Regions from separate parts of the Mus musculus genome. Here regions 2, 3, 4 and 5 are each linked to region 1. Evidence: chromatin contacts called from public Hi-C, HiCAR-type and promoter capture Hi-C data. All regions are on one chromosome and are shown on one strand. The core of a region is the stretch at or near the end of the contact, and the rest is flanking DNA. Distances in the headings are between cores, read along the strand shown. Region 1 holds the start of Arl14ep (ADP-ribosylation factor-like 14 effector protein). Region 2 holds the start of Lgr4 (leucine-rich repeat-containing G protein-coupled receptor 4). Region 3 holds the start of Qser1 (glutamine and serine rich 1). Region 4 holds the start of Bdnf (brain derived neurotrophic factor). Region 5 holds the start of Kif18a (kinesin family member 18A).

Region 1 (4,658 bases), core at 367-2,866:
GTCACCAGCACCACTATTTCAAGGGGCCACTTTGGACCTAACAGAGAGGACCCCACGAAATCCCACTCTTCTGAGGAGCTTTTGATGTTTGATGCCTATTGGTGAAGAGAGTCAATTTTCTTCAGGGATGCATTTCCTGATTTTCTTTCATGGATAGCCTCACATAGCAAATACTGACAGCAATGAATGGACTCTGGGTTTTTAAAAAACAAGCAAACGAAAACAAAACCCAATATACCTGCCTTTACGTGAGAGAAGGTAGAAGGGAGTGGAATCTCTGCCTAGCTGTAGGCATGCCCTAGTCTCTTCCCTTAAGGTCTAATCCAATGGGGCAGGTCAGGGTCTGGCTGGGAGACATCTACTAGGAAGGTAGGTTCAGCTTAAGAGCAAGTTTTCCCTTCCCAGACTCCTTCCAATGCCCCATTCAGTCCTAAGAGCAGAGCCTTGGTTAGGTTTGGCTGACCTCAATGGGTCTGACCTGCTTTCTGAGGCACGACAAAAAAACTGTGTAACTATTTATTGTTCCATCTTTTTCCTTCAGGTGCTGGCCAGAGCTCTCTAACTTAGCATTAGACTTCCTCCTCTTTGCGGAAGTTCCACCTCTCACCCCAAGGCTGTCTGCCACTGAGGCCGGTCATATTTATACTCTACATCTTCCTCTTTGGGACAACTTAAAGATTAACAAATTGCCTGCTCTTGGGTTTTCTTTTTAAAATTCTAATAAGTTGTCCTTGAGTTGTTCTGTTTTAGTTTATTCTTTTATTAATAAAACTAAGATCCCCAGGAAGGAACCCAAATTCCTAGGTTATCATATGTTGACTCTGCAGGGACACCCAAAAATTTCAGGTAATGCTGTCCTCCTTTTTAATCCTTGAGCTGACAAAGAGAACCGAACCCAGTCCTGCACTTCTAGATGACATCACTGGAGGTGGAGTTGATCCAAACACACCATATGTGTCAAATTCTCAAAACCAAGAAAACGTTATATTCATAGCCGCGTGGACTACCTATAGAGTTCTAGGGTCCAGCCTCAACTACCTGGCTGCAACCTTGTCCCAAAATTAAAACAAAAACTCACGCACCTCAAAACAACAATGATTACACCTCTTCTCTCCACCCCCAAAATGTAAAGGTTAATTTCCTGTGGTGTACCTTTTACTCAAAGATCTAGACTTTTTTTTTTTTTTTACAATATATAATAGAGAGAGCGTTTTAGAATATGTTTAGTTGGAATGGATCAAAAAATAAAATGTGAGACTTTAAATAAAAGGTCCATTCCTTGAGTTGCATTTAACTCTCCTCCAGGATTAGGGCTATCTAGGTGCGTTTGTTTGGTGTCCTGCACAGAACAGATTTGCAAACGAAGTAAAGGAAACCTGTGTTTGCTAAGGGCCTCCAAGAGCCTCCCAATTCCCCAACCTCAGGAGAGGATACAAGTTCCCCAAGGCGGGCGAGCAACTGAAGCAACTCTTGCGTTGGATTGAGTCATCCCCCCTTGTCCCCCGCACCCAGCCCTTCCTCCTCCGGAGGCCTCCGGGCTGGCTTCCGCTCTAGGCTCCTCCTGGTTCCTCTCCATGGTACAAGCGGTCTCTCTAGCCGCCCTCGCCGTCCTCTCGGTTTCTGCGCGGGGCCGGCGGTGGTGTGGAAAGCCGAGCTTGGCCTGTGCAGAGACGGTGCTTCCGGAGCCCAGCGGAGACCCGTGGCAGCTCAGGTGGACCGGGCCGGGTCGGGCCGTAGGGCTGTGAGTGGACTCTACCGATGGCACTTGAATGTGGGAGGCCGCGGTGAACCGGGAGGAGTGTTGGGAGGGGAGGCTTGTACGGCGGAAGGGGCTTGTAGCAGCCTGGCACCCGGCTCTACCCTGCACACAGTAGGTCCGCCACTGCATCAGATTGCAGGGTTTTATTTGAACCAGGGCCTCGCCACTGCTGAGCTTCATCCTCAGCTTCTTTGTGAGGACTCACTCGTGCCAAATGTCCTAAACTACCCTCCAACTCATCAAGCCCCTCCTGAGTAGCTCAGATTACAGAAACGAGTAACCAGGCCTGGGGCTTTTAAGTTTTGTTGTTTTGTTTTGTTTTTTGAGACAGTTTCTCTGTGTAGTCTTGGCTGACTTGGAATTCTCTATGTGGACGAGGCTAACCTAGAACTCACAGAGATCCGCCTGCCTCTGCCTCCCAAGTCTAACTTTAAAAACATTTTGTTTTATTACTTTATTTTGTATGGATGGATGTCTTGCCAGTATGTATGTGCCAGCAGTGCGTGGCTGGAGCCCCGACAGATCAGAACAGGGCGTCGGATTACCTTGAAACTGGAGTTACAGGATAGTCTGAGCCACCGGCGTGGGTGCTGGGAATTAACTTGGGTCTTCTGGAACCATCTCTCCAGACCGTCTTTAAAATTCACAATCTTCGCAGTTCTAACCGTGTGATATTTAGTTACGCACTTTGGTGGGTTGAGGGTTTCATTTGTTTCGTTTTGTTTTAAATTTTTTTCTACCCTAGTGCTGTTGATTATGTCTGATGAGTTGAGGCATTGGCAGAGAGTAGGGGCATTAATGAGTGAATCCCACGCGGGGTTGTGGTGGGGATCATTGCAGAGAAGTGGGATCCGATCACATCGATTTCAAGGAGAGTCTGCCATTTGGGACTCTAGGAATTTCTGACCTTGTGTTTATTCAAAAAATTTCTAAAGAGTAAAGTGTCAGAATTTGCTAATTAGAGAAGCCTTGGCTGTTGAGGGAATCCGGTAGTGCCTTGCCTTTGGAGCTTTGCATATAATGCACTAACAAGTAGCAGAGTATGGTGTTGCTGTAAAGCAGAAAGACTGGAAGTTTACTCTTTTACATAGGTTGATGGAAACCTCCGAGGTGAAGGAGGAATTAGTGATGCTTGAAGAATTGATACGAACAAGTGGGGTATACAGATGACTGGATCCCATGGTGGCTGGAGAATATGTGACCCCCGAGCCACCATACTCTGAGGAGGTTTTGCTGACTTGACCTGTGATTGGCCAAACTTGGTGGGCCTAGAGACAATGTAACTTAAAATTGGATTAAGAAATATTTTGTAGCCCGGCATGGTGGCGTAATCCCAGCACTCGGGAGGCAGTGGCAGGTGGAGTTCAAGGCCAGCCTGGTCTACAAAGTGAGTTCCAGGACAGCCAGGGCTATACAAGAGAAACCCTGTCTCAGGAAAAAAAAAAAAGAAGAAGAAGAAGAAGAAGAAGAAGAAGAACAACCTGGAGTAGGTCATTTAGTTAAATCCTTGTCAGAGTTATTTTTTGCTGTTTGGAAAACAAAATAGATGCATAGACAATGCCACACATCTATGAAGGGCCTGCAGACCCACTGATCCATTCAGGCATTAAAGTATAGTGCTTTTGGTGTTAATATTTGTCATTAAGAACGTCTAACTGGCCAACAAGCCCCAGGGACCCTCCTGCCTCCGTTTTACCAACACTGGGATTACATTTGGGCACCAGAGCACTTGGCTTGTTTGCTTTTGCAGGTTCAATGCCTGGGTCCCTACACTTGTGTGGCAATGGCAAGCAATGTACTGACTGAGCCATCCTGTCTGTTGCCAACAGTCTTGTCTAGGAAAGAAACTCCATCCCTCCCGTAGGAAATTTAAACTGAGCAGTTCCTGTAAGTTGTTCTTCAGGAAATCTATTTTAACTCAAATAAGAAGAGCTAGAACCAAAGAAGGCTTTGCTTCCTAAAAGGCTCTGAAAATGGAGGTGCCAAATTTAGCAGATAAAAAGAAAGATACCGGGGCTGGTGAGATGGCTCAGTGGGTAAGAGCACCCGACTGCTCTTCCGAAGGTCAGGAGTTCAAATCCCAGCAACCACATGGTGGCTCACAACCATCCGTAACGAGATCTGATTCCCTCTTCTGGAGTGTCTGAAGACAGCTACAGTGTACTTACATATAATAAATAAATAAATCTTTAAAAAAAAAAAAAAAAAAAAAAAAGAAAGATACCTGACTGTGCACTTAGATATGAATTTCAGACAGATGGGATTAACCTTTTAGCAATATGTAGGACATAACTGATAAAAGCACAAATATGCAGATTTAGCTAATAATTCTGTATCTGGCAACAACTGTTGAAAATTCTCCTTTAACCATGACTCCAAAGAGATCCTTACTTTAAAAAACAAAAAAAACAAAAAAAATGCAGTGACTGGGACTGAAGAGATGGGCCAGCAGTTACAAGCGCTGGCTGCTTTTCCCAAAGACCTGGGTTGAACCCAGCACCTACATAGCAGCTAACAACTGGAACTCCGGTTCCATGGCATCTGATGCTCCACTTTCTAGCCCTGCAGCCATGTAGGACACAGACATTCGTGTATGTAAAGCAACTATACACGATTTGCTTTTTCGGTTGGTTGGTTCGTTTCAAATGCAGTGATTAGATGGACAGTTTAATTTTCTACAATTGACCCATCAAAAATTATAGTACTTTAAGGACTTGGATTTCTAAACATAAACTTCCTGAGTTCTAAGATGACCTTTCCCCCTCTTTTGAGACAGTTTCTAGCCCAGGCTGGCCTCCAGGGAGGGAGCTGAGGAAGACCTTGAGTTTCTTTTTTTTTTCTTTTTTTCTTTTTTTTTTTTTTTTTTTTTTTTGATTTTTCGAGACAGGGTATCTCTTTA
Region 2 (4,576 bases), core at 1,871-4,370, 2.9 Mb before region 1:
CCCCATTGTACCAGGCTCTATGCTCTGAGTCAAATAAAATCCCTGTTCTCTGTTGACCCTATGGTCTCCAAGGTGAACTATGCACACATCTCAGTGGCTGGAGAAAGTCCCATCACTGGACGAATCATTGAGCAATGAGAAAGAACTCTGAACACTATGGTCTCATCTTAAAGCTTCTGTTTTTGCTTCTGTAATCTCACCAATGGTGAAATGCAGAAATTAGGACATAACCAAGGGCCTAGAGACTTGTGGACTCGATCTCCGAGTAAACCGTGGCTCACGAACGCTGCAATGGTTCCTCAGAATGGAATAAATCCCTTGGGGATTCTAAGTTCCACTGTGACAGCAAATAGTGCAGGCCTGAGCCCTTGCCCCTCCTCAGACAAAGCTCTATAGAGAGCCACTGGTTCCCTCATGTTACAGGAAAACATACGGTCCTTGAAACCCCTTAAAGATAGAGTGGTCATATATAAAACATCCTTCTGAAGGGGAGATCAGGGTATCCGGGGAAAATGAGGTCTCAGAATGTGACCTCACTCTGCCTATTGATCACAAAGAGATCGGCTCACATTTGACCACCACCAAAGTCCAGGAAAATGTTATCTACCCATTCCACAAGCTATGGGTAGTAACTCCCCTAAGGCTGGACCTTGAAGATAGGGTGTTTCATGGTCTCCAGTGAGATCTACAGGTTGTGTGATGCTCTCTTTCTTAGAGAAGCTTGTTCCCATAAAAACGTGACATTAGGTACCGCATCAAACAGGCCCTTTGCCTTATGGGGCAAGACTATTCGTTAGTCTTTACAAATCTTTACAAATAAACTAAACAGTGAAATCCTAACTTTTTAACTAATAATATAACTCATCTGAAAAGACCTTGGTTAGCACACTCCTCAAACTCTAATACTCTTAAAAATAATAATAATAACCATAATTCTATGTGGTTCTGGTAAAGTCAGTTCTCTTTCTGCCTGAATTCTCTATTTCCAAAGAGTTTCAAGAAACAGGAAAACCCTAGCTCCTCACCTGCCAGCCCTGCTCAGATTTAATAGACCTCTATGAGCAAATCGCTTCACATGGTTTGGTGAAAAGTCAAATATCATTTCGAAAGAAAGGGTCTTTCCAGGCATCAACAACACCTAAGACTGGGCCAAAATCTGAGACTAGGGTGCAAAGCCAAGGGTCTCAGTTCTCCACATCCCCAACCTGAGAGGGCCAGCCGAATGCCTCGGCACCACCCACCTGGAAATACAGTGATGCCCCAGCTTGCCTAAAAGGGAGTTTTCCCTTCACACGATCTGTTATTCCTTTAAAGCTACGCCTAAGAGGTCTCTTTTGATAGCTTGAAGGTAAAAAGGAAGTTTCCTTTGCCAGAGGGCCTCTCGGGGCCCCTTCCTCTCTAGCAGGTCTTTGACTGCTCCTGATTTAATCATGCAATAGGCCACACAACACGAGAAGGCTGAAAGGGCCATACAAGCTGCCCTCCGCTCAATTACCCCATTCTTTTTCTACGGGTGGCATTTGCCAACATCACCTCCAACACCTATTTCAGATTCCCCCTCTTCCCTGAGATGCTAAAGGCTCTCTGGGTCTCTGGGGAAGGAGGTGGGGAGGGTCAGAACCATCTATGCTACTCTTCCTGACCACAGGCAGCTCACACGAAAGGCTCTGCTGAAGGTACAGGCGGAAAACGGTTGCCCACCTTACAGACTGCACTGATCACATGCTCTAGAACTTTCTCTCCCAACATTCTCTACCTCAGGTCAGCATTCCTTCTTTTAAATGCCTTATTCACTAAGGATCCCCGCCCAGGGTAGGCCGAATCCTTCTCCTCCTCCCTGGGCTCTGCTCGTGGTAATGAGTCCCGAGTGGATCTGAGCTAAGGTGTCACACTGCACAGGCAGGACGGGGCCAAACTGGAAAGCGATTCCCCTTCTTAGGTACAGGTGTTTCTTCACTCCGCCTGCGGGAACCCTGGGGGTATTCAGGTGCTTCCCCATGGAACGTGCCTGGTCGGCAAACGCAGGCCAAGTTCTAGGCGCCCTCATCCGTGGCCAAAGTTTTGCCAGCCGAACAGGGGGCCGCATGGGGGAAGAGGTCACGTGAAAGGCTGCCAAGGGCAAGCGTTTCCAGCATCCTCCCTCCTGGCCCTAAATGCACTTGCGATTTGAGGTGGGGGGTGGGGGGTAGGAGGTAGTAATTGCACCCCCCCCCCCAAAAAAAAGCTGCAAAAAGAAAAAGCTCCTAGAGGTTCAGATTCAAAGTGGCTAAGTCTGGAGAGGCCAGCATACGGGAAAGGGGGCCAATCCCCCTGACCCTCCAACACACACACACACACACACACACACACAGGTGATTCGTGCACCCCCAGGGCGCTGGGGTTGGGGGCTGGGGTCGAGCCCTGGCTCCGCCCCGCAGCGCCCGCGGGTCCCTCAACCCGCAGCCCGGTCGCCCGCACTCACAGTGCTTGGGTGAAGGCGCTGAGCCCCTCCGGTACCGCCGTCAACCCCTTCCCGGAGCAGTCCACCCGACGGTCGCCGTCGCAGCTGCAGGGCGCAGCGCAGAGAGGTGGCGCCGCGCCGCTGGGCCCGGCCGAGCCGAGCAGCCCCAGGGCGAAGAAGCAGAGCAGCCGCAGCGGGCCCGGCATTGCTGCGGCCGCCGCCCGCGCCCGCCTCTCCCGCGGCTCCTCTCGCTCGACTCGCCTCCGCTGCCCTCCGCCGCACCGCGCCGCACCAGGGGCAGCCGGCCTGCGGGGCTCGGGGCCCGGGCGCCGTCCCTCGGCGGTCCGCGTGCGCTCGCTTCCTTCAGCAGTCTGCCGCCGGAGCGTTAGGACGCGGCGCTCCGCAGTTTCTCCCTTCCCGCTGCTCCATGGACGCGCACCGGCAGCCCCGCGGCTCAGGCCAGCCGACCCGGCCCAGAGCGGCTGCCCGGGCCGCGCGCTGCCATCGCCGCCGCCTCCTGTCCCGGGCCTCCTCCAGCCGCACAGCTCCTCAAGGTTGCGGAGCGCAGCCTCCAGCCATGCCGGCCAGGCGTCCCAACCCCCGCCCCAGCTCTCACAAACACCCTGGTTGTCCGCGCTCTCCCCGAGGCGGCTCCCGCTCCGCGCGTCCTTTTCCCTTCTAGGGTTGCACGCTCGCCTCGGGAGCCCCTGGCCGCCGGGTTATGCAAATCATTTAGGTACATGCAAAACTAACCCCGCTCCGGGAGCGCTATTGGTCAGGGGAGGTCTCGAGCTCATTACTATGCAGGCAGTGGAGCCATTATTGGTCAAGAGGAATGGGGCGTGTTTCTCTGGAATGAGTGACAAGGTTGTGCTGCTGCTGCTGGGGCTGGTAGTGGAGGTTCAAGTAAAAGCCCTGACTTGGCTGGATCTGCATGTCAGGTTGTGTATTGAAGGTAGACAGATCGGAAGACCAGGAGTCTGCTGTTTCCCTCCCCCACCCAGTTTTTTTCTCCCCTCCGCAGAAATTGGATCTCCTAAATTGGATGACCTGAAAAGTAAAACTCGCCTCCAGCTTTCAGACGTGTCAAATGACTCTTCGCTGTTCTTAAGGGCAAGGGCACTGAGAGCTTTGCAAACAGAGGAAAGAAATGGGGGTGGGGGTGGGGGTCGAAAAGGAGGGAGAAACATTTCTTTCTATCTGATCCAAATTTTTGAGTTCAACCGTGCACTAAATTAAAACAGCGTGACCCCTCCTGTATCTCACATCACCTCTGAGATCTTAGTACCCTTTTTCATTCACACTTGGGAGCTAAATTAGCGGTTAATCATCCATGACACCAATCAGACTTCTTTCTCCCTAAACACAAGGATGTTGAGGAGTCCAGCCAAGGAGGTGCCGGTTAACCAGCACTGGAAGAGAACATTTGAGTGCCAGCTGACTGCCCCTGAGACACCAGAAACAACTTGTGTGTTAACTATCAGCATCCCTTCCTTTTTCCCACATAATGTTTATAGAAAAAAAAAAATCAGCATTCTCAGTGCCTCTTTTCTTGCTTTCTCCTAGGCCTTTGGTTGTTTTTACTCTAGATTGTACACATTTTTAATGAACCCATTACATTAGAGCAAGAAGAGCATTAAAATATCTATACTGTATAAAGTTAACTAGCCACCTCATGCAAATAAAAAAAAAAGAAAATGTAAATAAATTAACGAAAAGCTAGCCGATTTCCTAAATAAAAAAAAAAAAATCTACCATCTCTACATTAAAGAATATGCTAAATAATAATAAAGTCAGGTTGAATCCATATACTCTAAAGTTATGCTAATGGATAAATAAATACAGACAAGTTTTAAGAAAGATGAATTTCCTCACTATAAGGTTGAAAGAGAACTTTAAAAAGAAAGACCAGTGGCGCTCAGACTTTATAGACAAGGCCTCAGAATCTCTTGGATACCATGTTCTTCTGCCCTCTGCCCAAGATCATCTCACTCCTGGTCTAGTTAGTATTTCAGAAGCCTCCGCAACTTGTTTTTTGTTTTTGTTTTTCCATTTCTATTACTTTTCAGCCAATTTCATGAGTAAATAAAGTGAGGAAAAAGTCTAATTCTAATTGATACTTAAAGTCTTTTTTTT
Region 3 (5,025 bases), core at 236-2,735, 2.2 Mb after region 1:
TGCGTCCACACCTTCGAATTCATTTGTAAATTACCACTACTTTCTTTTCTTCCCCACCGGGGGACCAGGCTGCAAGAGTCACAGGTGCAGAAGGTTTTTCACTAAAAACAGCATAGAAACAAAAGAATGAAGGCGCCAGGAGGAAAACATAGTCTCAGAACAAAATCAGTCTCGGAGGGGATGGCAGATCTAATGGCAGGTATTACAGAAGTTTAGATAGTCACCAGAGATAGAGAGTATCAGCTCTATTAGGTCTTCCGTTACGCCTGTCTGATTGGCTTAAACCTTTGTGCTAGTCTTTATCTTGAGAGATCTCTTTGCTAAGCACGTGATAGGTGTTAAGCCAATATTGATTTTTTTTAAAAGGAGAGATAGTCATTAAATCTAAGCTTCACGGTTAGTTTTAACTTTCAACTTATGGATCACAAGCCAAACGATTCATATGATCCCTGAATTTCATTACTCATAAGGAGAAACAGTTCGGGTAGGCACGACCTCAAAGTCATCAAATTACTCACACCACACAGCTTAGAAGTCCGATAAGGCAATGTTTGGGTAGAGTCTTGCAGAGATTAAACATCTTGAGCAGAGAGCCCCAACAAAGTGCATAGTGAGTTCGAATGTATTGTAATTAAAGTCATCCAGATGGTAGTTGGACTAATCAATGATGAGGCGGTATTTATCTTGGGATAGAAGATTCTGAACTCCAGAGTAAGAAAATCCCCAAGGTGGGGGGTGGGGACAGTTAATAAGTGCCCCTGGGAAAGGCCCATTCAGCTAGGGCTGCAAAATTCGTTTGAATTTGAATCAATTTGAATAGAAATCTCCCCCAGGAAGCAGGAACCAGATCCTCTAAGCCCAGCAAACTTTGGGCAGGAAGCGAGTACTGCAAAGCAACAGTCCCTTGTCTGTGGTTTGGGGCGCAGAGAAAGAAATCACAAGCGGGAATCGAGTGTTTGAGTTCCTTCAAAGAACCCGGGAGCGCAGAGTAACGAACTCCAGGCACAGTGCTGGCAAGCCCTCTCCTGTCCGCACCCATGCGGGTGCTCCGGCGCGTAGGCCTTCTCTTCACCGCTAGGGCGTCCACGGAGCAGCCCTCGTCCGGCCCGGCTCCCGAATCCGCAGCCAGCAGCGCGGGGCGCCGAGGGGGGCGGGGCGACGAGCGGGCGGAGGGCGCGGGAGGTGCATCCTGGGAAATCCAACAACATGGGGCGCCCGGGCTGCGGGCGCTGTGGCCGCCTCGCGTCCCGGCCGCAGGCGCCGCCGCTCTCCTGACGTCCGAGCCGAGGCCCGCCCGCCGCAGCCCGGTTCCCCCGCCCAGGCGCCCCCGCCCCCCGGCCGCGCCATGTGAGGGGCAGCTCCCGCCACCGCCTCTTCCTCCCCGCGCCTCCCGCCCGCCCCCGCCGCCTCAGCCCCCGCCATGGACGCGCACTACGCGCCCGCGGGCTTCGCTGAGCCTCCCGCGCCCCCCGCCAGCGCCGCCACGCAGCCCGCTGCCCCCGCCTGGGCCTACGAAGCCCGGGTCCCGGCCGCCGCCTCCAGCCCCAGCTGCAGCGGCAGCAGTCCCAGCCTCAAGGCCAGGTAGAGAGGGTGGGCGCGGGGTCTCACTGGGCCAGGAAAGGCCGCGGATGCGCCGGGGCCTGTGCCCGCCCCTCTCGGGGGCCCAGGCCGGGTGGGGAGCCTTCGAGGCGCCCTTCTTTGCTCCCGGGAGAGGCGGTGGACAACTCCTGGCGGGTGGTCCCGGCTGGGAGGGGGCGCATGGTGCAGGATTCGCTCCTGGGGCGGGTCGGGGCGTGGGGCAGAAAGGGAAGGTTGGGTGGGATGGAGGGGCGCAGTCACCTCTCGGTGCTGGACTCCCACATGGTAAAGTTTAAGCTCCGGGCTGACCTCGGTATCTGGGGAACCGGGACTGACTCCGCGGGGAGGCCTAAAGGGGCGCCGCGGAGTCCTGGGCAGTGACATTCCATTGTATTGGAATCTGGGTGGCCGACAATGTGGTGTTGGGGGCTTCGGCAGTGTGAAGGTGAGGGCGGTGGCAGGGCATGACGAGGAGCGGGGCCGTGTCGCTGACACTGGGGGTCCTGGGATGACTGGGCTGCAAGAGAACCCCCAGGGCGGGACACGAATGCAAAGCAGGGGCTGGGTGACATATGTTTATAGTGATGTAGTGTTCCACGCGTTCAAAGTTGCTTTTGGGTTTCCTCTGCTTTTAACAACGGCAGGAAGTCAAGATTCCCTCTTGGCTTTCAGTGTCTGGGGGTGACTGAGTTTTGGGAAGCGTTGAGGGCTGGTGGTCAAAGAAGGCTCTAGAGGTCGAAGACCCAAAGCATGCTTCTCCGTCTCCACTTCATTGTATAGTGCGGCTCTCCAGCATGGGCAGTAGACCCCAAAATGGGGACTCCTGTTTGCTATTTAAGCTCGCGAGAAATGTGTAGCAGTACTACACTTTGAAATGGTCACATTCGAATGATAACTGGAAGGCGTGGTCTGGCTTTGGGAGCGGGGTACTTTTTAAAAACCGCCTCCCCTAAACAATACTCGATCTAGTAGGTATAGCTTCTGACCCAAGAACAGGGAAATCCTGGCTGGTAATGACTTCATCCTCAGCTACCAACAGGAAGCCTTGTACCTATGTGATCTCACCAGGTTTCTAAACGATTTAAACGACACGAGTGAACTTTTTATTTCACTTTACACATTCTAATTACCTTTGTTTTTATGAAAGTGCCGCATTCATGATTTAGAATAGATGTGTAAAGAATTAACTAGTCTTTGTCTTAGATAGTCTCGGAGTTATTATGAAAGAAAGAAAAATAATAATGCTTCAATAAAAGAGTAATTATAAACCTCAGAAAAATCTTTTGTTTAAAAAGAGCCCGGATTTTTAAAAAGAAAGTGATTTTTCCAGTTTCGAGCTAACTGGAGACGCTGAGGTCTTACAGAAATAGCTATAGTGTCGTGTTATTGTAAATAAAACATTTTGAAGAATTTTTAGGAAGAATATTAGACCCTTCCTTGGTTATTTTTGGTGGTAGTTTATCATTTTACAGAGAACAGTTACATTATCTATATGACTTACAATTTTTTCTCTCCAGAGATCAGCAATGATGGGTAATGCGTAGCATTTCTTATATCTCAAATATTTTTTCTTTTTGGTAAATAACACTGAAATCCTGCCTAGTTATTGTCTGTTATTTGTTTGAGCAGAATACCTCTGAGGCAAAAAGCAAAAGCTGACTGGCCATATTTTCCAAATGTTATCAGTCTAACTCTGAATAACTACCTAAGCATGTTTGAAAACAAGTTTAAAAGATTTTTGTTATTGTTTTGGATGTTGCTGGTCCTTAGATCCACTCCCTAACCCCTTGCTTTAAAACATTTTGGAGGGGTGTGGTCAGCTAAATTATAGCGTAGATAATGCAGGCTTTTCCCCTCCCCCATAAAACCTGCTTTGTTAACATGTTGTGTTAGGATTAGGCCATCTGTACAGGGCTGCTCACACTTCTTAATTGTGCATTACTTTTCTTCAAGCCAGGCAAATGTCCTCTGATTTCAGTTATATCCAAAGTACTATAGCCGGACTGTGCCTTCAGAGTCCTTAAAGATTGGGCATTTCAAAAGCTTAATCATATTTTTACAACATTTAGAAAAGCTGTTTCGTAATTCATGTATCAGTTGAATGTTTTTGTTTCCCTTTTGTGGCAGTTTCTTTGGAAGGTACAAATGAACACTAGCTGTGATGATGTAATACAGATATTTATCCATAAAGAATTAGCCTGTCTGCCACCTTGTTTCCTGTAACTTACTCAGAAACGGACAGATGGTCATGGCATTCACCTGTTACTGACATGGGATCTAACGTTCTACTTTATGTCTTTGCTTGCTCCTAAAATGCATTTTCATCACTTAACAGGAGGTGCCAAGGAAATCATGAGTTTGAAACAGTATTTTCTTTGGTACAGCAGTTCCATCAGATAATAGATTTGTTTCTTTCTTTCTTTCTTTCTTTCTTTGGTTGGTTTTGGTTGGTTGTTTTCTCCCCCCCACCCCCCCTGGACAAGGCTGACCTGGAACTTACTATGTAGATCAGGCTGGCCTCAAACATACAGAACTGCCTACCTCTGACTCCCAAGTGTTGGGATTAAAGATGTACACCATATTTGATTGTTGTAACACTTGGAAAATGATAAGGAGACTTTTTGTTTGTTTCTTTAAAAAGGATTTATGGAGAGGATTTTGGACTCTGAGTGTTTCTAATGTAGCACTTGGTAGTTACTTGTGTAGTTTTGGGCTAGGAACTAACTACTCTTGTACATTTCTAATAGTTTGTGGCACTCAGTTTTGGAAACCAAATGATCATATGCTTTGCTTATTATCATGACCGTTTAGGAGGTTGTTTGAGGGGTGGTGTGTGTGTGTGTGTGTGTGTGTGTGTGTGTGTGTGTGTGTGTTTTCAATATGGATTCTATAAAAGGGAATAAATTGAAGGGATTAAGAAAAAGGCTAAGGTGCTCTTAAATTAGGGAGCTTTATAAATCATGTAAGTGAAAGATAATAAGAGCTTGTATCAGTACAGAATGGAAACAAAGAGAAATGAAGGAATCTTTAACAGTCTCGGGGCTAGACAGGCATGGAAACTTGCACCTGTAACCCCAGGATAGAAGAAGATTGCTTTGAGTTCAAAGGCAGCCTCTTTTTCCAGTGTCTCGACTCTGTAAAAGGCAATAAGGTTTGGTGACAGAATGATCAGGTTTCTGGCCTGAGCAACTAGGTGACAGGAGGTGTGGACAAAGATGAATCTGTAAGGAGAACTAGAGGTGAGATGGGTGTAAAAGCATGAGCTCATCATTAAATGACCTTTACTACTCAAGTAAAAGGTCAGAGAGAGTGGAATATGTGACTGGGTACTCAAAGGAGGTTTGAACTGAAAACAAATACGATCATCTCCTTTGAGATGGCATTTAAAAACACATCAATCCCAAGCTTTGAGTAAACATGAGGGATTAGTTAGAAGAGGAATTAAAA
Region 4 (5,024 bases), core at 1,228-3,727, 2.7 Mb before region 1:
TTACAAAATAACATAGAAGAGGAACAGAAAACAACTTTATGATTCTGGAATTCCAATAATGGTAACTACCATATTTCAAATTCCAGTAGAGATTACGTTTCAACAAGTCTCTCTCTCTCTCTCTCTCTCTCTCTCTCTCTCTCTCTCTCTCTCTCTCTCTTGCCTTGGGGAGGAGGGGAGGAAGAACAAACCAAAACCTCCAAACCTTATGAAAAATCAGTGAACTGCAGTAATTATTTTTAAAGCTCCCTAATGTTATTTCATCCTCTGCGCCTGACTAAGCCTATTGTGTGTAACAGCTTGAACCGCTCTTGTTCTAACCTCAGATACCTCCGACCTGAAAATAGTGTCTCAAACTTACAGGGGCCCGGATGCTTAGAGGAATCAAACCCGTAAATAAAATAAATAAATAAATAATGCAACAAGACAAAACAAAAATCAATCGAAGGATCAAAATGGCTTTTGACCTTATAACTAATGTATAAAAGAATCGATTTTTGGAGAAGAATTAAAAGAGGGGTATATTTTTCAGTAAGTTGATCCAATTGTTGGGAAGGGGGAGTCATTTAGCCTTTCATATACAATTAGATAACAATTACTGTTCCTAATTATACATCGCTTTCTTTTTAAAAAAAGGATAAGTTCTAGAAGGATTAATAAACAGGCAGAAACATACTTCCAGACAAGAACATCCTGTATTCTTGTGAGAGGGGCTAAAAGGCTGTTGTTGACGCTGAGAAGACGGATATTTTAGGATGCCGGGAAGACCCTCAAGTAAGATCAAGAAAATCCTAGCACTTAGTCAATGGTATCTCAAAGCACCCCGGCAACTCAAGGAAAGAAATGCAACAAGCCAAAATTCCGAACCGAGCCGCACATCTTCAGGAAGCTGTTTCAAAACGCCACTCAACAAGTTTCTACTCGCAACCCCCATAACGACCAGCAAAACTGCCCCTAAAACACTTCCCCGCCCCCATTCGACGAGCCCCAGCAGCTACTCTTGCCAGTGTGGCCAGAAGAGGGCACCCTCTACCTTCCTAGCTCAGCTCTCCTGGCCCTCCCCTCCCTCCTCCTTGGATCCTCCCTCTCTCCCTCCGGCTCCCCCCATCCCCAAGTCCCCATCCCCAGTTTCCTAGCCCAGGCTCCACCCCCAACTCACGAATTGTTTTCACTAAAACACCAGTTCAAACTCAAACTCACAGCCTGTGGCTCACCGCCCTCAGCAGCCCCGGGGGGAACAACACCACCCCCCCCCCACCCCCGGCAGCAATTTCCCCTTCTTCCTTGTCATCAAGCACAAAGCCCCCATCTTCAGCTATTTCTTTCTACGCTTAGGTCGCTTATCCATTGCTCTTCCTGTTTCAGCATCCCTGGAAATCAAAACTAGCCTCTTCATCCTCCATAAACACCCAACCTACTCCCGGATGAAAGTCAAAACTTTCACTTCCTCAGGAGGATGCCCAAAGGGAGGTGCGCAGGATGGACAGAGGGTCGGATACAGGCTGTCCTGGAGTTCCGCAGACCCTTTCAGGCCCCAGCGATAAGAAGGGTCCCAAGTTTTCCTAGTTAAACGTTGACCTTGGACCTGTAAGTAAGCTTTGGTAGTACTCCCTAGAGAGCAGGTGACAGTGAACAGCCTGTTGTGATACCCAGGAAAAGAGATGAGGACAGAAGGCGCCAAGACCCATTCTCGGACTACACACCACCCCGGTCCAAATTTGCGTGGAGAGTGCCTAAGCCGGTGGTAAGGGCTCTCATCCCAGCCCTGTCCCGGTGCCATCCGTCTGAGCCCCCAACAGCTGTCGCTCTATATCTCTCTCACCACCCTTCCTCGTCTGCGGGAGGACTTCGGGGATCCCCGGGACGCAGGCTTAGCTCCCATGGCGCAAGTCGTCCTCTTCCCTTGGCTTTTTCTCTCACACTGAAGGGATTCCTGGGGTCGCACTGTCCCTCAGAGTCGTGGGATCCCGGGAGAACGCTCCCCAGGAGCAAGCCCGCCCCTCCGCTGTCCCGGGACGAAGGTGAAGCCGGAGTTCTGCAGTCCCACAACTTCTCAGTCCCCTAGCCAACTTTCCCGGGCGCACGCGCCTCTGGCTCTCGCACTTAGCCCCACGCCCCGCAGTCGCCTACCTCAGGGTCCACACAAAGCTCTCGGATCCCCGGCAGTGGAGTCACATTGTTGTCACGCTTCTGGTCCCTGCGCCCTGCCCTGGGCCCCGTGCGCTTTCTCGTCTGCCCCAAGGCAGTGGTGGCAGTTGAAGGAACCGGGTCTCATCAAAGCCTCCCAGGCGGAGGTGGCGCGCCGCCCCAGGCGGTTTCCTTCTCCAAGCCCGGGAGTCCCGGGCGCACTGGGAACCGTGCGACAGCCAGCCAGCGGGTGCGCCCCGGCACGGCAGCAGCGACGGGCACCCAGAGCTCAGCCAGAGCCAGGCACTGGGGTCAGACATTATTTAGCTCTTCGGTTGAGCTTCGATTGGTCAGACAGCGCCGCCCCTATCCCCTCCCTGCTCCGCCGCGCCACCGATACCCATTGGGGTGGCTGCTTAAAGGGGACGACGCGCCTTTTCCTTGCGGGGGCTCAGCCCTCGGAAGCCCTCGGAAGCCCTCGGAAGCCCTCGGGGTATCCCTGATCGCCTTGCACTGGCTTCTCTCCATTTCCCCGGAGCTCGCTGCTTAAACCCAAAGCTCTGTGCCTGCCCTCTGCGGTCTCCGCAGGGTGCCCTTTGCTAGGAGGGGTGGTCGAATCCCGGTTCCTAGGCACCCTACTCCCCGCAATGTGCTCTAGAGTAGGAGGAAGCGAGTGTGAGTCTCACACGTTCAAATCTTTCTCCCCTGGTTTGCAACTCTCCCCATCTTTTCCATCCCAGCACCCAAGTTCTGTGGGAGAGGGCGTGCATCCACCCCCACCCCCAGGCCCCGGCCCCAGACACACCTTCCCGCACCTTCCCGCACCACAAAGCTAGAAAAAGCGAACACACAATGAAACTACACAGAGTGTGCGGGGTTATGGTTTACTCCGCTACCTTAAACACATCGGCTTAACCAGAGTTTGCGCCCTGACCTCTCCGGAGTGTGCCTAATAGAATTCAATCAAGATAATAACAGTATTTTTTATTAATGAATAACCCCGGATAGCATTACACCAAGTTACTGCTTCTAGCCGGGAAGCCTAGGCAATAACAGACCTCACTAAAGCCATATGCTTCCCAGCAGACCAAACGGGGGCGGGGGGGGGGGTGAGGAAAGAGAAAGAAAAGAAACCCACCTTTTTCAGTCACTACTTGTCAAAGTAAACATCAAGGCAGCTGCTCTGGGGAAGACCGGTCCCCAAGGTTCTAGACTCTTACTATATATTTCCCCTTCTCTTCAGTTAAAAGGGGGAGGGGGCGAGTCTTTGGTGGCCGATATGTACTCCTGTTCTGCAGCAAAGAAGTTAAATTATTGATAGTGGAAATTGCATGGCGGAGGTAATACTCGCACGCCTTCAGCGAGAAGCTCCATTTGATCTAGGCAGAGGCTGGGAGATTTCATGCTAGCTCGCCGGGGGTGGGTGGGGGGAGCGGCAGCGAGAGCAGTCCTCTCCTCGGTGAATGGGAAAGTGGGTGGGAGTCCACGAGAGGGCTCCACGCTGCCTTGACGTGAGCTGTCATATGATACCTCCTCTGCCTCGAAATAGACACTCTAGTGCACGAATTACCAGAATCAGAATTCCGCGCATTTAAAATGATACATCTTTTATTAGAAGAATTCCGTTCCAGGGCATTGCATGCTTTGTAGATGTTTTCACTTCCAGTCCTAGCAAATTCACGCACACAGAAGCCAAGCCTGTCATTATCTAGGCAGCAACAACACATCAATATATATATGTATATATACTTAACCAGGATTTAGGGTGAGGGGTGGGTAGCTCACTAAGCCCCCTTCCTCTAGAGCAGAGAGTGGTCTTTGGACCGTTTTTGTTTGGTTGTTTGATTTTTTTTTTAACCTATGAGAGATCAGTTACATGACTAGGTTCTGGAGGGCTACTTTCATTTAGCTGTATGATAAACTCTGCCAAGTGTCTACCTGGATTGCTGCTTTGTTAAACGTTGCCCCTCTAATCCAGCCAATAAGTAAAGGCTAGGGCAGACAGACCTTTATTATTCATTTTATTTTATTTTTTTTTAGAAAAAAATATAAAAGAACAAGAGGGCAGTATTGAGCACGGTGCCACAGCCTCTTGTTAACATAATCACCTGTCTGAGGATTAAAAGAGAGGCTCCTTCTTCTAAGGCTGGCCTTTAGTATGTCTGAGACAGGGCCCAGTGATTAGCACTGTAATAAGCAATTCATTCACAGACGATTTCAAGTCACCGTGAAAAATTGGCATATGTGACTCAGAAAGGAGGCAAAAATGGGTATCCGAGACTCTTGCACCCCAACTTCTGTGACCCCTTGTATGTGAATGCTTGTGAAATCTGAATGACTTAATCGTTGTTAAGGCATTGCTGTATGACTGTATCTGAATGCTTAAACATTAAATTTCCTAGAGGAAAGGAGGTTCATAACAGTTCTTTTTCCCAGATGTCTGTTGTCACCAGAGTGGGCTATTGTACTGAATATATGGCGGTAGTGTATACTGAGATTCATTTACCAAGGGCTGATGGTTAACAAAGTGAAATTACTAATATTTGCTATTTGAAAGCTTCCAAAACCTGCTGACAGAAATCTTTCTGTTTTATAAGTGAAGAACCAGAGATTCAATACCTTATAGTAATTCAACCAAGAATACCAGAGATCCACCCTTAAAGACCTCAAAAGCTCAAGCGAGAAAGGCCTCCTCCTTCTACCCTTTGTCCTTCAGTAAAGGGAAATCATCAGAACTCAAGCTACTTTAGAGTCCCCTTACAAATTGTTGCTCTGGATAGTCAGGCTATTCAAATATATGCACACTCTCAGAGTGTCACTCACAGTTCGCTTTGCCCCACTGACAACTTGGTGGAGCATGTGATCAAAACAAAGGATCTTACAACACAGATGATAGA
Region 5 (4,974 bases), core at 1,762-4,261, 2.3 Mb before region 1:
CTTCAGTACCTGGGTTTAATCTGACCTCCCTCAGCCTCCTCAGTAGCTGAAACTACAGATGTGTCACAGTGCCTGGTTTTTACATTTTGATTATTCTGTCTGCTGTAGGTATTCTAATAAGAAAATTGGACTGTGAGTGGAGCTCTGTGGGAGGGCACAAGTCTTAGGTTCCGACACTAGCATGGAGGAAAGATGGTTTATTCATTTTCTTGACTTTAGAGAGTAGGAAAGATGTATGATTCTTTAAAATTATGGTCAATCTTTCATTGTTTAAAACGATAAAATTAGAATAAGGATGGGACCAAGCTTTTAAAATAGTTAATGAGGATTAAAGAGTTTAAAGCTAATTGGAACTTTCTATAGTTATTTTAAAATGCAGTAAGGATTCAAGTGATACTTGAGAAGAAATTTTGACAGTCTCTTAAAGGAGTTTTAAGAAGTACAATGTCAAGTGTAACTTTGTGTCTCAACCTGCTACAGATTTTAAGATTGATCTTATTTCCTATTCCTCTTTGTTCTTTAGCTAGGGCACCAGAAAGCAAAGATTCCCTTCTCCTACATTAAAGTGATGTTTTCTTTTTCAAACATGGCTAAAAGTCTGGTATCTAGTTGATTCTATATCAAGTACAAAGACCATGTTTAATATGAAACAGATAATTGTTATCTGTGGAATAGGATGAAGATTTGCAAATTCTTTTTGGACAATGCTTTGAGAACAGTATAGACCCTGATCAATTAAGTCATATTCCATCTTAAATGGTATGCTGTTAAAGAAGAAACAAAAGAGCCAGTGGTAAGATTTTTTTTGGTGGGAATAAAGTAAGTCTATAGATTACAGTAGACTATTGATCCATTCCTGAAAGACTGAGTATAAAAGAGGATGATGAAGGGGCTCTAACTGGCAATATTCAAACTAAAGAGCAAATGGTATTTAAGAGCCTTTCCTGCTACAAAATTGTATGATTAATCTATATGTTAGGAAATATAAGAAGAAAAAGAATGCTGAAATGACGGCAAATAGGATTATTATTTTAAACCTATACAGTTCTCAAATATAAATAATAATTAAATTAATAAAAGTATATAAAAATACATAGAATCCAAAAGGTAATTTACTCATGTATAGGCCCTGAGAATTTTCTACATAAAAATTAAAATTATATACTTCCTTTAAAAAAAATAAAAATACTTAGGTGGCATTAAGGATTCTACACATTCTAGATATACACTGTCATTATACATATATCACGTAATGACTGCAGCAATAAATTAATAGTCTGCCAACATGCACTCCCCTTCCTGTGAATTGTTATTTAGTTGGTATGTTTGGATTAGAATCTATTACCCCACTCCCCATCACTGCTCACCTCTGTGTTTTTCCTGGAAGGAGTGAATTATGAAATGTAACTTGGTTTTTTTCCTTTTGTTTTTCTGATACCATACAGTAAGTATTCTTAATGAATATGATTGAAAGGCTTTCCCCAGGTCAGTATGGTGGTAACAGTGATGCTCACATGAGTTACTCTCTGCCAGGAACCATGGCAGACACTTCATACCCAAGTCATTCAACGCGCATAATAACTATGCAAGGTTGCCTCACATACGGAGGAACTTAGTAATGTTTCCAAATGTTATTACTAATATGACAGAAAGCGGACCCAGCTACAAATCCAAATCTCATGACTGAGAAAAAGAAAATGCTTCCAAACAGGTGTATAGAAGCACAATGACATAGCTACGAATTATTCCCAACTCAGGTAGAAAATTCTGATTCGACATGGTTTAGAACAGGGACCTTGCCTCATTTACAGTTTCTATCTGGCTTAAACCTTTCTGTCAGTCACTGATTTGACTGCCTTACTAACACGAGGGAAGATTATCAGTATTGGTGGTGGGCCAATTGTTTTTCTATTGCCTTTCATAGCATTAACAGCATAGTCAATTTATAGTGTCTATTGAAAAGTATAACTACAGTGGGACAAAATGCTCTTTAAAATAAAAAAATCTTAAATATCTGTAAATACTGGTTCAATGAGAATACCTCTCAAGGCAAATCATTCCTGCTGACTGAAATAGTTCTTTTCATACACTGAATTCAATAGCAAGTACTATTTATTAGCTCTGTGGGATTCATATTCTCTAACATCAAAGGTCAAGAAAACCTTCCAAAACCCAAGGTAGGAACTGGACAAAGTGGACTGATGTCACCAACAAAATTAGTTCTACTCCAGTAATCCCCATTCATATTATAATGAGCAACAGTCAGCATTGGCTTTTTTTGTACTAGGCAAGGCAAATGAGCTCCTGCTGAAAAGGCTGCAGAAACTGCAGGATTAGAGGCTGCTTTCTGGCCTCCTGGCACTTTTTTGTCTTTGTTTCTTTTTTTCCGTGACCTTCAGCATCACAGGTGAGCAGTCAGGGCCGGTTTTGCTTGAGGCTACAACTGGGCTCCAGACTGACCTGACAGCCTCTCTGCACAAAAGCTCCTCCCATGAAGTAAAGCCCAGAAGTCGCACACTCCCATGTGCAGCCCAAGCAGGACACTCTGAATTTGGAATCCGGAAGGAACCTCACGCTCTAGGAGGCTGAACTGTGAGCGTCCTCAGTTTAAGTCTGAGAAAGGGACCAGCTTCCCCTCGGGGTTCAGTGGCGAAGCCTAGAACCTCGGTGCTGAGAAAGGCTCGCCTTGTCATGCACACTCGGTAGCTCCGGGTCTTTCCAAGCCGCAATACCGAGGGGACCCTCGACCTGCATCGCCCGCCGAAAGCTAATTTGTCGCCTGACACCGGATCCTCCACTCCGGCGACCCTCGAATCAACCCACGCGTCCCCAGACACAGCGCCCACCTCACTCACCTACAAGAAGTGACCGTCACAACTTGGCAGAGTTGGCTTCCAGGCGCTCCAAACACAGCCACAAATTCAAACCCAAGCCAGCTTCCCCAGCTATCCATCTCATTGGCTGCCGTTCGGATGACGTCAGCACGTCAGACGTTTTCCTGAGCGACTCGCAGTTTGGCGCCAGAGGCTGGGCCTCAGATGCCGGAGGAGAAGTTACTTTCCTGGGCGTCGCCGTGGCAACGCGCGCGGTCGTTTCCGGCAGCCGTGACGGAGGTGGGCGGAGCTCGGGCGGCGGTGCAGGTGGGAAGCAGCCACCTGGGATATTTAGTATTGCCACAGTCCTAGGGTCTGGGGTGCCCTGGGCTTTGGGTGATGTTTCTCTTAGGGGGAGAGGCGGAGTCTGCGGGCCTGTAAAAGGGCCTGGGTTATTTTGTCCTTTTTCCCTTTCTGATTAGTCAAGTTCCCAAGGATTAGGACTCAGGCTTTGGAAGGTATGGTGCCTCCATGTGAATTAATTACAAGTCCCAAGTCTTCTTTTGTCAGGGTTTCCTGGCCTGCTCCCGTTATTACTGATTAAAAATATTTGGTATTTGCGAAAATATTTGCTATTTGCCAGCATTTAACATGCTCCAAGTATGACCTTACAAACTAAAAATCACTTAAATATATTGGCCTAGTCACATTATTGGATCATGGGCTTCTTGTTTCAGATTGCATTATTTCTGAATGTATACATTAGAAAGAAAAATGCATTAAAAACATAGGGAATATTAAAAAATTGGCAGGGTATTTTATATTTGTATTGTTGGCTAGGCAAGCCTTTTATCAGTTGACATTCTCAACCCTTTAGAAAAATTTAGTAGTACGATCTGAATTACATTGTTATTGTTTATATGACTCTATTTAGTAAGCAACTCTTACTTGCAGATTTTAGGAGCATATTAGTACACACTGAAGTCAGCATCCCTTCCCTCCTGGAGTTTAGATTTCTGTAAAAATAGGATGTTACAGGGCAGAGGATTTATGCATGTGTCTGTCTATTGTCTATCTATCTATCTATCTATCTAATCTATTTTATATTTTTAAACAAGGTCTTGCCCAGTAGTCATGGCTGGCCTGGAACTTGCCATGTAGACACAAATGGGCTGGAACATATAGAGATCTTCTTGCTTCTGCTTCCTGTGTGCTGAGATTAAAGGCATAGGCCACCACACCCAGCAGTGCAGAGTACTATTAGTCACATTTTTACGTTGAAATCCCATAGATTATGATTATGTCTTAAATCTACTGAAGAAAATCAGGAGAGTTGCAAATTATACATTATTCTTTGTTTTATGAATTTTTTCTGAGCCCTGGAGAGTGCGTCAATAAAGTGACTACTTATTTCTTATTATAGTATATGTACCAACTAATGCCATCATCATTTTTGTGACATTGGTTTGGTAATAAAAATGAGGAGAGTTTGCAAGGCAGTGGTGGCACACGCCTTTAATCCCAGCACTTGGGAGGCAGAGGCAGGCAGATTTCTGAGTTCAAGGCCTGCCTGCTCTACAGGGTGAGTTCCAGGATAGCCAAGGCTACACAGAGAAACCCTGTCTCGAAAAAAAAAAATGAGGAGAGTTCATTTTGTTTTAAATATTCTTTCCATATATAGTGCTTGACCTTTGGTGTCTCAGGCATATTTTTAACCCCTTAAACATTACCTTACTTTATTCTCAAAACAGACTATAAGATATAAACATATTGTTTTGATTTTATTAGGAGAAAACTGAAGTGTTAGAAAAACTTTTATAGGGAAGTATTTCTCTTGTAAAAGAAACCAAGTCAAAATTAGCCATTTGTTTTTAAAATACTTTCTAGGTCAAGTGACTATAATATATTTTAATTTAGTTTGAAAATATGTTTATCTTGTTATCTTGAAAAATTATATTGGTAAATGACTAAGTAGGCATGTACATTCCATCTTTGTCTTGTTTTGACATTCACACTATATAGGCTTCTTAGTGTTACAAGTGTCGCCACATGTAATCCCAATACTACCCATTTAATTTCACTTCTGCATTGCACTTGCTTGATAGCAGGGTTCCACTAATGAGATCCATACTCTCCAGGAATCATACATTTGGTTAAAACA

What was found. Promoter capture Hi-C pulls out the DNA fragments that hold promoters and counts their contacts. A called contact is a pair of places that touch in the nucleus more often than the background predicts. HiCAR-type assays count read pairs that join an accessible place to other places.
Region 2: a contact with region 1 is called in a HiCAR-type map of astrocytes, with 6 times the contacts expected there. The contact joins the promoter of Lgr4 here to the promoter of Arl14ep in region 1. A contact is called at or near these places in 2 of 39 promoter capture datasets (liver and pre-B cells), 1 of 115 datasets of contacts at active chromatin or transcription factors (astrocytes) and 1 of 9 other capture datasets (liver).
Region 3: a contact with region 1 is called in a promoter capture Hi-C map of pre-B cells, with 2.9 times the contacts expected there. The contact joins the promoter of Qser1 here to the promoter of Arl14ep in region 1.
Region 4: a contact with region 1 is called in a promoter capture Hi-C map of 3T3-L1-derived adipocytes, with 16 times the contacts expected there. The contact joins the promoter of Bdnf here to the promoter of Arl14ep in region 1. A contact is called at or near these places in 4 of 39 promoter capture datasets (the 3T3-L1 cell line, 3T3-L1-derived adipocytes, cranial neural crest and 1 more) and 2 of 115 datasets of contacts at active chromatin or transcription factors (the NIH/3T3 cell line and embryonic forebrain).
Region 5: a contact with region 1 is called in a Hi-C map of B cells, with 6 read pairs. The contact joins the promoter of Kif18a here to the promoter of Arl14ep in region 1. A contact is called at or near these places in 3 of 39 promoter capture datasets (the C10 cell line and liver), 1 of 484 Hi-C or Micro-C datasets (B cells), 2 of 115 datasets of contacts at active chromatin or transcription factors (embryonic stem cells and regulatory T cell precursor) and 1 of 9 other capture datasets (macrophages).

Annotation. Positions count from the first base shown.
Region 1 is chr2:106,971,355-106,976,012 of GRCm38.p6, reverse strand. It overlaps Arl14ep (ADP-ribosylation factor-like 14 effector protein), which reads left to right and starts at 1,616. Exons shown (of 5, transcript NM_001025102.2): 1 at 1,616-1,741.
Region 2 is chr2:109,916,191-109,920,766 of GRCm38.p6, reverse strand. It overlaps Lgr4 (leucine-rich repeat-containing G protein-coupled receptor 4), which reads right to left and starts at 3,120. Exons shown (of 18, transcript NM_172671.2): 1 at 2,462-3,120. The coding sequence starts at 2,646.
Region 3 is chr2:104,813,156-104,818,180 of GRCm38.p6, reverse strand. Qser1 (glutamine and serine rich 1) reads left to right here and starts at 1,485. Exons shown (of 12, transcript NM_001123327.2): 1 at 1,485-1,581. 2310047K21Rik (a long non-coding RNA gene) reads right to left here and starts at 1,259. Exons shown (of 3, transcript XR_003953885.1): 1 at 1-1,259.
Region 4 is chr2:109,691,016-109,696,039 of GRCm38.p6, reverse strand. It overlaps Bdnf (brain derived neurotrophic factor), which reads right to left and starts at 2,477. Exons shown (of 2, transcript NM_001048142.1): 1 at 2,131-2,477.
Region 5 is chr2:109,278,775-109,283,748 of GRCm38.p6, reverse strand. It overlaps Kif18a (kinesin family member 18A), which reads right to left and starts at 3,011. Exons shown (of 17, transcript NM_139303.1): 1 at 2,856-3,011. It also overlaps a transcript of Mettl15 not described here.